Linked DNA regions of Sus scrofa: region 2 is linked to region 1. A link is a contact called in public HiChIP or PLAC-seq data. All regions are on one chromosome and are shown on one strand. Each heading gives the region's core, a stretch centred on a gene start, on an enhancer-like site or on the middle of the called end of the contact. The rest is flanking DNA. Distances are from core to core; before and after follow the strand shown.

The links. HiChIP or PLAC-seq counts read pairs in DNA pulled down with a chosen protein or histone mark.
Region 2: a contact with region 1 is called in an H3K27ac HiChIP or PLAC-seq map of skeletal muscle. The contact joins the promoter of MEOX1 here to the promoter of DUSP3 in region 1. A contact is called at or near these places in 1 of 47 Hi-C or Micro-C datasets (epiblast stem cells) and 1 of 2 datasets of contacts at active chromatin or transcription factors (skeletal muscle).

What each region holds. Positions count from the first base shown.
Region 1 is chr12:19,333,681-19,338,093 of Sscrofa11.1, reverse strand. It overlaps DUSP3 (dual specificity protein phosphatase 3), which reads right to left and starts at 1,786. Exons shown (of 3, transcript XM_003131360.6): 1 at 1,569-1,786. The coding sequence starts at 1,693. It overlaps C12H17orf105, which reads left to right and starts at 1,873. Exons shown (of 6, transcript XM_003131374.6): 1 at 1,873-3,419; 2 at 4,235-4,305. The coding sequence starts at 3,296.
Region 2 is chr12:19,428,936-19,433,348 of Sscrofa11.1, reverse strand. MEOX1 (homeobox protein MOX-1) reads right to left here and starts at 1,952. Exons shown (of 2, transcript XM_005668770.3): 1 at 1,014-1,952. The coding sequence starts at 1,482.

The DNA of each region.
Region 1 (4,413 bases), core at 537-3,036:
TCAGATTTACTCAAGGGCAAAGGATGTGTTTTCTCCAGTGGCCATCAGCACCTGTCACCTGTGACTACCACCAGATAGTCACAACCTTGGTTTTCGATTGGGAAGTGGTGACAGCTGAAGGGGCCAAGATGCCTAAGAGAACAGGGATTCCCAGCGTGCCAAGGCCACTTGCTGCTTGAGTGGCTGGAGAGCGGCTTCTCCTCAGAACTTTGCAGGGTGCCTTTGGCTATCACAACCCTGCACTACACTATAAAGCAGTGGCTCCTTCAAAAAAACACTAATATATTGTGATAGAACATCAAGGAAGACAGTGTGAGAAAAAGAGTGTATACCTATCTATGTATGACTGGGTCACGTTGCTGTACAGCAGAAATGGACAGAACAATGTAAATCAACCATAATAAAAAAAATTTTTTAAACACTAAAACAACTTTGAAGAGTCCCTACCATGCAGCTCCCTTCTCTTACACTAAGCCAACAGCAACATTCAACAGCTTTATCATTAACACTAGTAACTCTACTGTGAATGAGCCTTGTTCAATGCCCAACACACAGGGAGGCTCAATATGGTAAATGATTAAATGGATAACACCGGCCTCGTGAAGCTGGAAACTGCCTTCCAGACCCCCTAGCTCCACGATGACCCCCATTTGTACGGCAGTCCTTGGAACTGGATTCTCAGAGTCTCAGGAAAATCCAACCCGTGCCCTCCCACGGCTGTACAGGCATGGTAATCTATTTTTGCCTTTTGGCTGGTATTTCAGCACCTCTCAGAACGGGCAACACTGGTTCCCTCCTGCCGCTCAGAAATTCTTACTGGTAGTTTGACTATGAGAAAATGAAAAAATCAATTTGGTAAGAACTCCTAAGGGATAAATAATAAATGCACTTCCTGATGGGGAGAAGGTCCGCAGCCTTTTCTAAGTGATGGTTCAGGTCCTTAGGGGGTTTATCATTGGATTGTTCTAGAACTTCAGGTACATCACACCCTATTTGGAAAGCTGGGGGAGAAGCGAGAAAACCAAGGCCCGGGTCCCTGGATCCCGAGTTTGGGATCTTTCAATTCCCGGCCCTGGGCCTGCCCGGCCAGGAAAGTTCCACGCCCGAAGTGTGACGTCAGCCCGTTGCCAAGGGAGCAAAGGCAGACATTCCGCGGTGACCTCACTGCAGAACCAGGCAGCTGTCACATGACACGCGGGGCCGGAGACCGGCCGGGTGACAGAGGGCCACCTGTTAAATGAAACTGGTAGCCCCGACCCCGCCCAGGGCCGTGCCCCTGGAGAGTGGGCTTCGGACTGGACATCGGGCTGGCCGAGCACCCCCGACCCCGGGCATCACGCGAAGGGAAGGACCGCGCTGGGCCGGGGCGGGGTCCGGCCCCTCGGCCCCAAGCGAGGCGGTGGGCGGCGACTTCAGCCCCCGCCCAGCCCCCGCCGCGGCTTCCGGAGGAGGGACCCCGCCCCGGCTCCCCCCACCCACGCCCGCCGACGCCCCCACCCCAGCCCTCTGGTGGGCGGGGCGCCCCGGGGAGGGGCTGGCGGGGCTGCGACCCGGGAGCGGCGACTCACGCGTTGCCCACGTAGATCCTGGGGGTGACCTCGTTGCAGGGCTGGCTTGGGAGGCTGTAACAGCCGCTGCCGTCCGAGAGCAGGTCGTTGAGATCCTGCACCGAGAGCTCCACCGGGCCCGACATGGCGGCGGCCGGGCCCTGCACGCCGGGGCAACCGCGAGCGAGGGGAGAGCGGCCGGGTCAGCTGGGCGGGGGCTCCGGAGCCGGGACCCGCCCCGTCCCGCCCCGGAGGCGGGCCCGCCGGGCGCGGAAAGCGGCGGAGCGCGGGCGGCCAGGCGCGTTCCGCTTCTGGGAGGTACGCGCGCCGCCAGGCGCCGGGCGGACGCGGGGGAAGACTCCGAGGCCTGCGTCCGCGGGCGGAGATGCTGCGGCTCTGGAGCTCCGGCCGGGGTTCGGGGAGGGGCGATGGTCTTCGTCCCACCTCCACCCCCCGCTAAGGCGCGGCAGTCCGGTACCGCCACTGGACGAAATGCGGGGCGCAATAAAAGTTCCTCTGGACCGCGGCACACCAAGTGTCCCTCGGTTTTTCAGGAATTCAGGGACACACGGGTTCCGTTTGGGAGCTCGGACTGCCGGCTGCAGACCAGCAGCTCTGGTATTACCCGGGAGCTGGCCAGGAAAGCAGAATCTGCACCCCAGCTCAGACCTGCTGAAGGAGAATAAGCATTTTACAAGCCTCCCTGGAAATCTCTGCGAAGGTTAACGTTTGAGAAGCCCAACTCTGGGGCACATTTCTTCCAACCTTCAATGAGAGTCGGCATCGTACTTAAAGCTTGGGCTCTGCAAGCAAGCATAGGTAGCCCTGGGGAATGATGTAACTTTTTTTTTTTGCTGAAAAAATGGGGTTTAGCCCCTAACTCCTAGGGTTGTTTGAAAGATTAAATGTAGCATTCCAGGAAACCCCCGGGCTCCACATAGTGAGCACTGGGGAGGTGTTCTCCCTGTTTTTATCAGCAATTGCATAGGACACTTACTAGGTGCTACGCCCAGTGCCGGTGTGGAGATGCATCCCGCTCCTTTGCAGCCCTTCCTGGAGCAGCTGCCAGCCCACTATGAGCCACACGATGTCAGCAACTCATCATTTACGAGATCCCACTACCAGCAAAAGCGACAGGTCTCTGACCTCCCCCAATGGCAGCTCACCCGAAGCCCAACGTCTCCAAAAAACATCCGTGGTCCTGAGAATTCAGGAAACCCACATCCTGAACTTGTTCTTCCACTAACTTGTTCTAGAGCAGCTTGGCTGTTGCTCTGGACTTTCGCCTCATCTGCAAAAGTGAAGACATGGAATCAAATCATCAAGTTCATCTTTCACCTCTGCAAACAGCTGTGGGCTCATACCTTCAGGGAAACCATTGCCGGGGAGATTACTTGGCTTAGAGTCCAAGCGTAACCAGGGCTAGATTTCTCCATCCCCCCACCCCCACCCCAGTGCCTTTCTGGCCTTCCCAGACACCATACCTCTTCCTGCTGCTATTGGTGGCACTGCATACCAGGCAAGTGGGAAACTTTCTAATGTCAGCCCTCATCTTGACTTGAACCTACATTAGCTTTCAAAAGAGAAGTCCAGGGACAGCCTGGCATGCTCCACTGCTCCTCCTTCTTCCCTGGAACCTGTCCCTGATGTCATAACTGAGTAACTATGACAACCGGTCATGGGGACAGCTAAGTACCTCACAGAGGAGCGTGGGTGCCTTATTTCTGAAGTGAGACTAGGAAGAGAAGATGAACAGTTCCCTGGATTATCTGGCCTACCCTGTAATCGTCTCTAATCATAGACAGACCACATCATTCAGGAAGAAACTGGACTTTGGCCACTATGTATTCCATAAGAATAGAATACAAATAGGTACGTGGGGCAATTTGAACTGGACACTGCAATTAGGGTTCTGGAAGGGCCCACTTTAGAGGTATTGCGGGTAAACCAGACCAGTTCATGGCTTTGCAATGATATGGCTTTATCTGCATGAGGGCATTAGCATCAGTGACAAAATTTATCTGCCACCAGGGGGTTTACTTGATGGAAATGCTCATGTAACTTTTTTTTGTCTTTTTGTCTTTTTGCCATTTCTTGGGCCGCACCCGCGGCATATGAAGGTTCCCAGGCTAGGGGTCGAATCGGAGCTGTAGCTGCTGGCCTACGCCAGAGCCACAGCAACGCGGGATCCAAGCCATGTCTGCGACCCACACCACAGCTCACGGCAACGCCAGATCCTTAACCCACTGAGCAAGGCCAGGGATCAAACCTGCAACCTCATGGTTCCTAGTCGGATTCATTATCCGCTGCGCCACATCGGGAACTTCTCATGTAACTTTTTAAAGCCAAAGTAAGCTTGACGGAGGATAGTACTTCAGCACCCCATAGCCAAACTAGTCATATTGGAAAGACTAGGGAGAAAGCCTCTTTCATTGGATTCAAAGGACATTTATCTCTTTAAATTGTATTTTTCCCTGCCCTCACCATTTCTTTGTTTCTGCTCCAAATGCTTCAGAAGATGTCAGTTTGGGAAATTAACCTGAACCAAAATTCCTGAACTAGATTAGTTCAGAATTCAAACGTAATGTTTTAATCAGGGTCACCATCTAGATAGAATGTGAGCAGGTTCTCCTAGGCTATAAGAAGGCACCTGTGACATAACACTGCTCTCTTTCCTCCCTCGCCAGTGAAGCCTACTGTTGATACCAAACCTCCAGTGGCGCACACACATCACATTTTAAAACTGAGCAAACTACAGGTATTTATTCTTGCCGTCTGCAGATGGACCTTATGGATTTTTATCCCTGTCCTAAAGAGCCTTCTAAATACTAACCTCACTAAAGACTGGCTCATCCTCCTCCCCATC
Region 2 (4,413 bases), core at 703-3,202, 95 kb before region 1:
GTCCTCTGTAGGTTCAGACAGTCAGATGTACCCCGAAGCAGTTGTCAGGAAGACACAATGGGGCAGAAGGGGCAGGAGGCCAGGGCACTGTCTTGTGCTGTGTGAGATGGGGGAGGGATCCAGGCCAAAGGTGAACAGGAGGTGAGAGAAGCCCGTGGTGGGGGGCTAGGGGGGGTCCCACTGGGAGATGAGGAAAAAACAGGTCCCCACCACGGGGAGGAGATGGACTTTAGCTGGGATCTTAGCAAGCAGCCCAGCTCCAGCCTCTGGCCTCGGGGGCTCCAGCACCAAGCTGGGCGTTACCTTCACGCCAAGATCCAGTGCTTGCCCTCTGCTGCCTGCCTCCCTGATTCTCTCTGGAGGGCTCCTCAGAGGGGCAGCCTGCCCTGGGGGTCACCCAGACCTTAGCAGGCTGAGCTGACCCTTTGGCCTGGGCCTGGCCTGCTGGGTAGGGTGGTACCTCCTGGGTGGTCGGCCCCAAAGCTCAGTGCTTGCCTCTTGCATCCCCGCCCTGTGCCTGCTCCTCTGCCTCCTGGACACACAGAGTTCTGGTTCTGCTTGGCTGCCCAGGGTCCCAGCCTTGATCTTAACCTTCCAAGTCTCGGTTTTAGCTGATGCCCCTGGGAGCAAGTCCTGGGGCTCTGGGACTGTTTGGAGCTGGCTGGGGTGTGGTGGGGAGAAGCATGACCCAGAGGCAGCCCAGATGCAGGAAAGCCCCTCTGCGGCCCTTGCCAGCCTCTACCCAGAGGCTCCCTCCCACATGCCCTCCAACTCGATGTGGATCCTGTTTCATTCTCTCGCTGGCACATTTTTCTGGGGCCCAGGAAGGCTGGGGACATAGTCATAGCCCCCATCACCAGAGACTCCTGAAACTCCGAGGTAACTGGTCTAGTCCCCGCCTCTGATTAGGTTAGATCCCAATTTACGGTCAGGGCACCTAGGCTCAGAGAGGGCAAGCAACCGCCCCGAGATCACACAGTAAAGGAAACGTCAGCTGTTCCCCAGCCACCTACCTGAACTCTCCTTTTTCCGTCTGGTTGACTTCTTCTCCGTCTCATTGGCACTGCTCCCAAGGACCTCGTAGTCCTCGCCCGGGCCACCCGTGGTGTCCACCAGGCCTGGGCTGCGGGCCCCCATCTCCTTGGAGCCCCCCGCCGGGCCTGGGTTGAGCCTCCGCCGGGCCTCCGAGACAGGGAAGGGCCAGTCAGGGGGTTGTGGGAAGGCGGGGTGCTGCTCAGTGAAGAGGCGCTCCTCCTGGGGCAGGCTGTGCGGGGTGGCCGCCAGGCAGGAGGCCGAGAAGTCAGGGTACGCTGTCGTCGCTGTCGCTGTGAAGTCTGGTTTCTGGTGGAAGGAGAACGGGGTCGGCGGGTAGTGGGGGAGCCCTGAGGCCCCGCTGCCTTCTGAGTGGGGGTTTCGAAGGCAGCCCCAGACCGGGGCTGGGGGGTGGGGGCCCCTCATGCAGCTGCTGGCCACTGGATCCATCTGTCGTCTGCCCCACGTCTCAGTCCTTTCAAAGGCTGGATTGGTATACTTTATACTCAATTTGTTAAAAATGCAAAAAAAAAAAAAAATTTTTTTTTTTTTTTTTTTTTAAACAGAAGAGAAAAATGTTCAACAGAAAAATTCCACCCAGGACCCCAAACAAACACCAAAACTAAAGTCGCTCCTTACGGTCCGCACACAGGTGGCTGGCTCCACACACGTGTGTACACACCTCTATCAGACTTCACTCCTGGCTTCCTGGCCCCCCCGACGCACCAGCTTGCCTATTGGGGTCCCCTGTACGTGTATGTGTCGCTGATGACACTCAACATTTTCACTGTCCCAGCCCAGACGCACCAGCTAAAGAGCGCTTGTCCTGGAGCCTGCAGCAAACGCCTGCAGAGAGCTGGTCCAGGGCTGCTGAGACACACTTTTAAATCCTGCGGTGGGGAGAGAGTGACAAATTTCTGAAGTGAAATGTGAGAGAGGAGAGGGAGGGGTTAACCAGCACACACACCATCCCCTCCAACCAAAACCCGAGCAGGCAACTATTAATCATCAGAAACCTTATATGCACATCTAATGGGATTTGCAGATGGAGTCTTTTAAAGAAACATTGTCTGTATTTTTTTTTTTTTTTTTAAGGAGAGAGAGCAGCACACACACAATTTCTTTAATGTGCCTCCTATAACACTATGAAGTTATTTTATTGCACTGTTAACAAAATTCCCCAAGTCTCGGATTTGGAAAAAGCCTTAAGTCAGATCCAGCATCCATCAAGTGCCAAATTCCAGGGAGTGAAGCTGGGAATAAGTGCAAGAGACAAGTTTGCTGATTGCATTTGATTTAAAGGCCCTTCTACTGCTGCTTGGCAAAAGGAAGGTGGATTAAAAGAAAGCTTTTTTTGCAAGTCTCAGCGGCCCACTACCGTCTATAGTAGAAAGACACACTCTAGAAGAAAAAAAAAAAAAAGGGTTTCTCTCGGCCCAAAGTGACATTCTCACTTTCCCAGTAACTTAAAAAAACAATCAGATTCTTCCTTCCGCTCTTTAACCCCCAACTTACATGCCAATTCGCCACACTCATCTCTAGAGGGGTTTCAAGTCATTTTTCTCCATGGCAAGGGAAAGACTGTCAGATAAGTTCCTTGAAGTTCCTCCAGGCCTCCCCCACCTGCTCTCTGGCCTCCTAACCTTCACCCACCTGCTTCCCCTAACCCCCAGAGGCCAGGGTTTCCATGGAACCTGGGCATGGAAATAGCAATCAGGGCGATTCTCATTCCCAAAGGAGTTCTCTTCGGCACACAGTTGCATGGTCTTCCAGGCTGGTGCCCGTCCCTGGAGGCCCCAAGGCCATTTCAACCGTCCAATTAGTCCACTCAATCCCCAGGCCCTGCTGGTCTCTCTGGAGGGTTAATATAATTTCCTGGAGGGGGAGTTCCCATCGTGGCTCAGTGGTTAATGATTTCAACTATGAGCCATGAGGTTGAGGGTTCAATCCCTGGCCTCGCTCAGTGGGTCAAGGATCTGGCGTTGCCGTGAACTGCGGTGTAGGTTGAAGATGCAGCTTGGATCTAGCGTTGCTGTGGCTCTGGCGTAGGCCGGCAGCTACAGCTCCGATTCGACCCCTAGCCTGGGAACCCACATACGACATGGGCGTAGCCCTAGAAAAAGACAAAAAAAAAAAAAAATTCTTGGAGGATGACATTCCAAGCACATGGGGTCAGAGCTCTTCTCTTACTGACTATTCCACAGCCCAGAGCTGCAGGACTGGGGCCGAAATGGGCATGGACCAGAAGAGTGCTATCCCTCTTGGCTGGTTCCAGAGATCCACAGGGTTCCCCAAGGAGGAGTCATGGGTCTCAGCACTGCAGCCTGGAGGCTGCACGAACGCTCTTCATGACCTCGGCATCCTGTCTTCCAGAACAGGCAGCCAGGGTGTTGCCAGCTAGTAGAGGAGATGTGGTCATAGCCACAAACCAGACTCACCTCCCCGCTTCGTCCAGGATTTACCTGTCGCACAATTTCTCCTCTGACCTTCGCAACTCTCCTATTTTCGGGAAAGTAAGAATTAGGCTTGGGAGTTCCCGTTGTGGCTCAGTGGTTAACGAATCCAACTGGGAACCATGAGGTTGCCGGTTTGATCCCTGGCCTTGCTCAGTGGGTTAAGGATTTGGCGTTGCCGTGAGCTGTGGTGTAGGTTTCAGACGTGGCTCGGATCCTGCATTGCTGTGGCTCTGATGTAGGCCAGTGGCTACAGCTCTGATTGGACCCTTGACCTGGGAACCTCTATATGACACGGGTGTGGCCCTAGAAAAGGCAAAAGACAAAAAAAAAAAAAAAAGAATTAGGCTCTACATTTTATAAATGAAGAAACTGAGGCTCAGATAGATGAGGTGAGCTGCTCAGAATCAAACTGATAAAAAATGGCAGAACCGGGAATTGTCCCCAGGGGTGTGGCTGTCCAGTCTGGAGCAGTTTGATGCAGAAGAAGGAGCACGGACTTTGGGGTTTAGACGGGTCTGAGTTCAATTCCAGGGTCTGCCACTTCCCTGGGCAAGTCCCCTCACCTCTCTGAGCCTCCGTTTGCTCCCCTGGCAGGGAAGTTATAGCTGCCATTCATCCACTGACCCTACTGCCTCACACGTGTCCTTCAATAGATGCCACAAAAGCCTTCTGAGGCATTTCTCACCTTCAGCATCTTTCAGAAGAGGATTCAGAAGCCCAGAGAGATGGTGTAACCTGCACAAGGTCACACAGCTGGGAAGTGGAGGAGGCTCCAGGATTCAAACCCAGGCAGCCTGGCCCCACGGCATTGGAATGCCTGCTGCCACAGACACTGGAGAATTTTTTTTTCTTTTTACATCTGCACCTGTGACATATGGAAGTTCCCAGGCCAGGGGTTGAATCAGAGCTACACCACTGCCGCAGC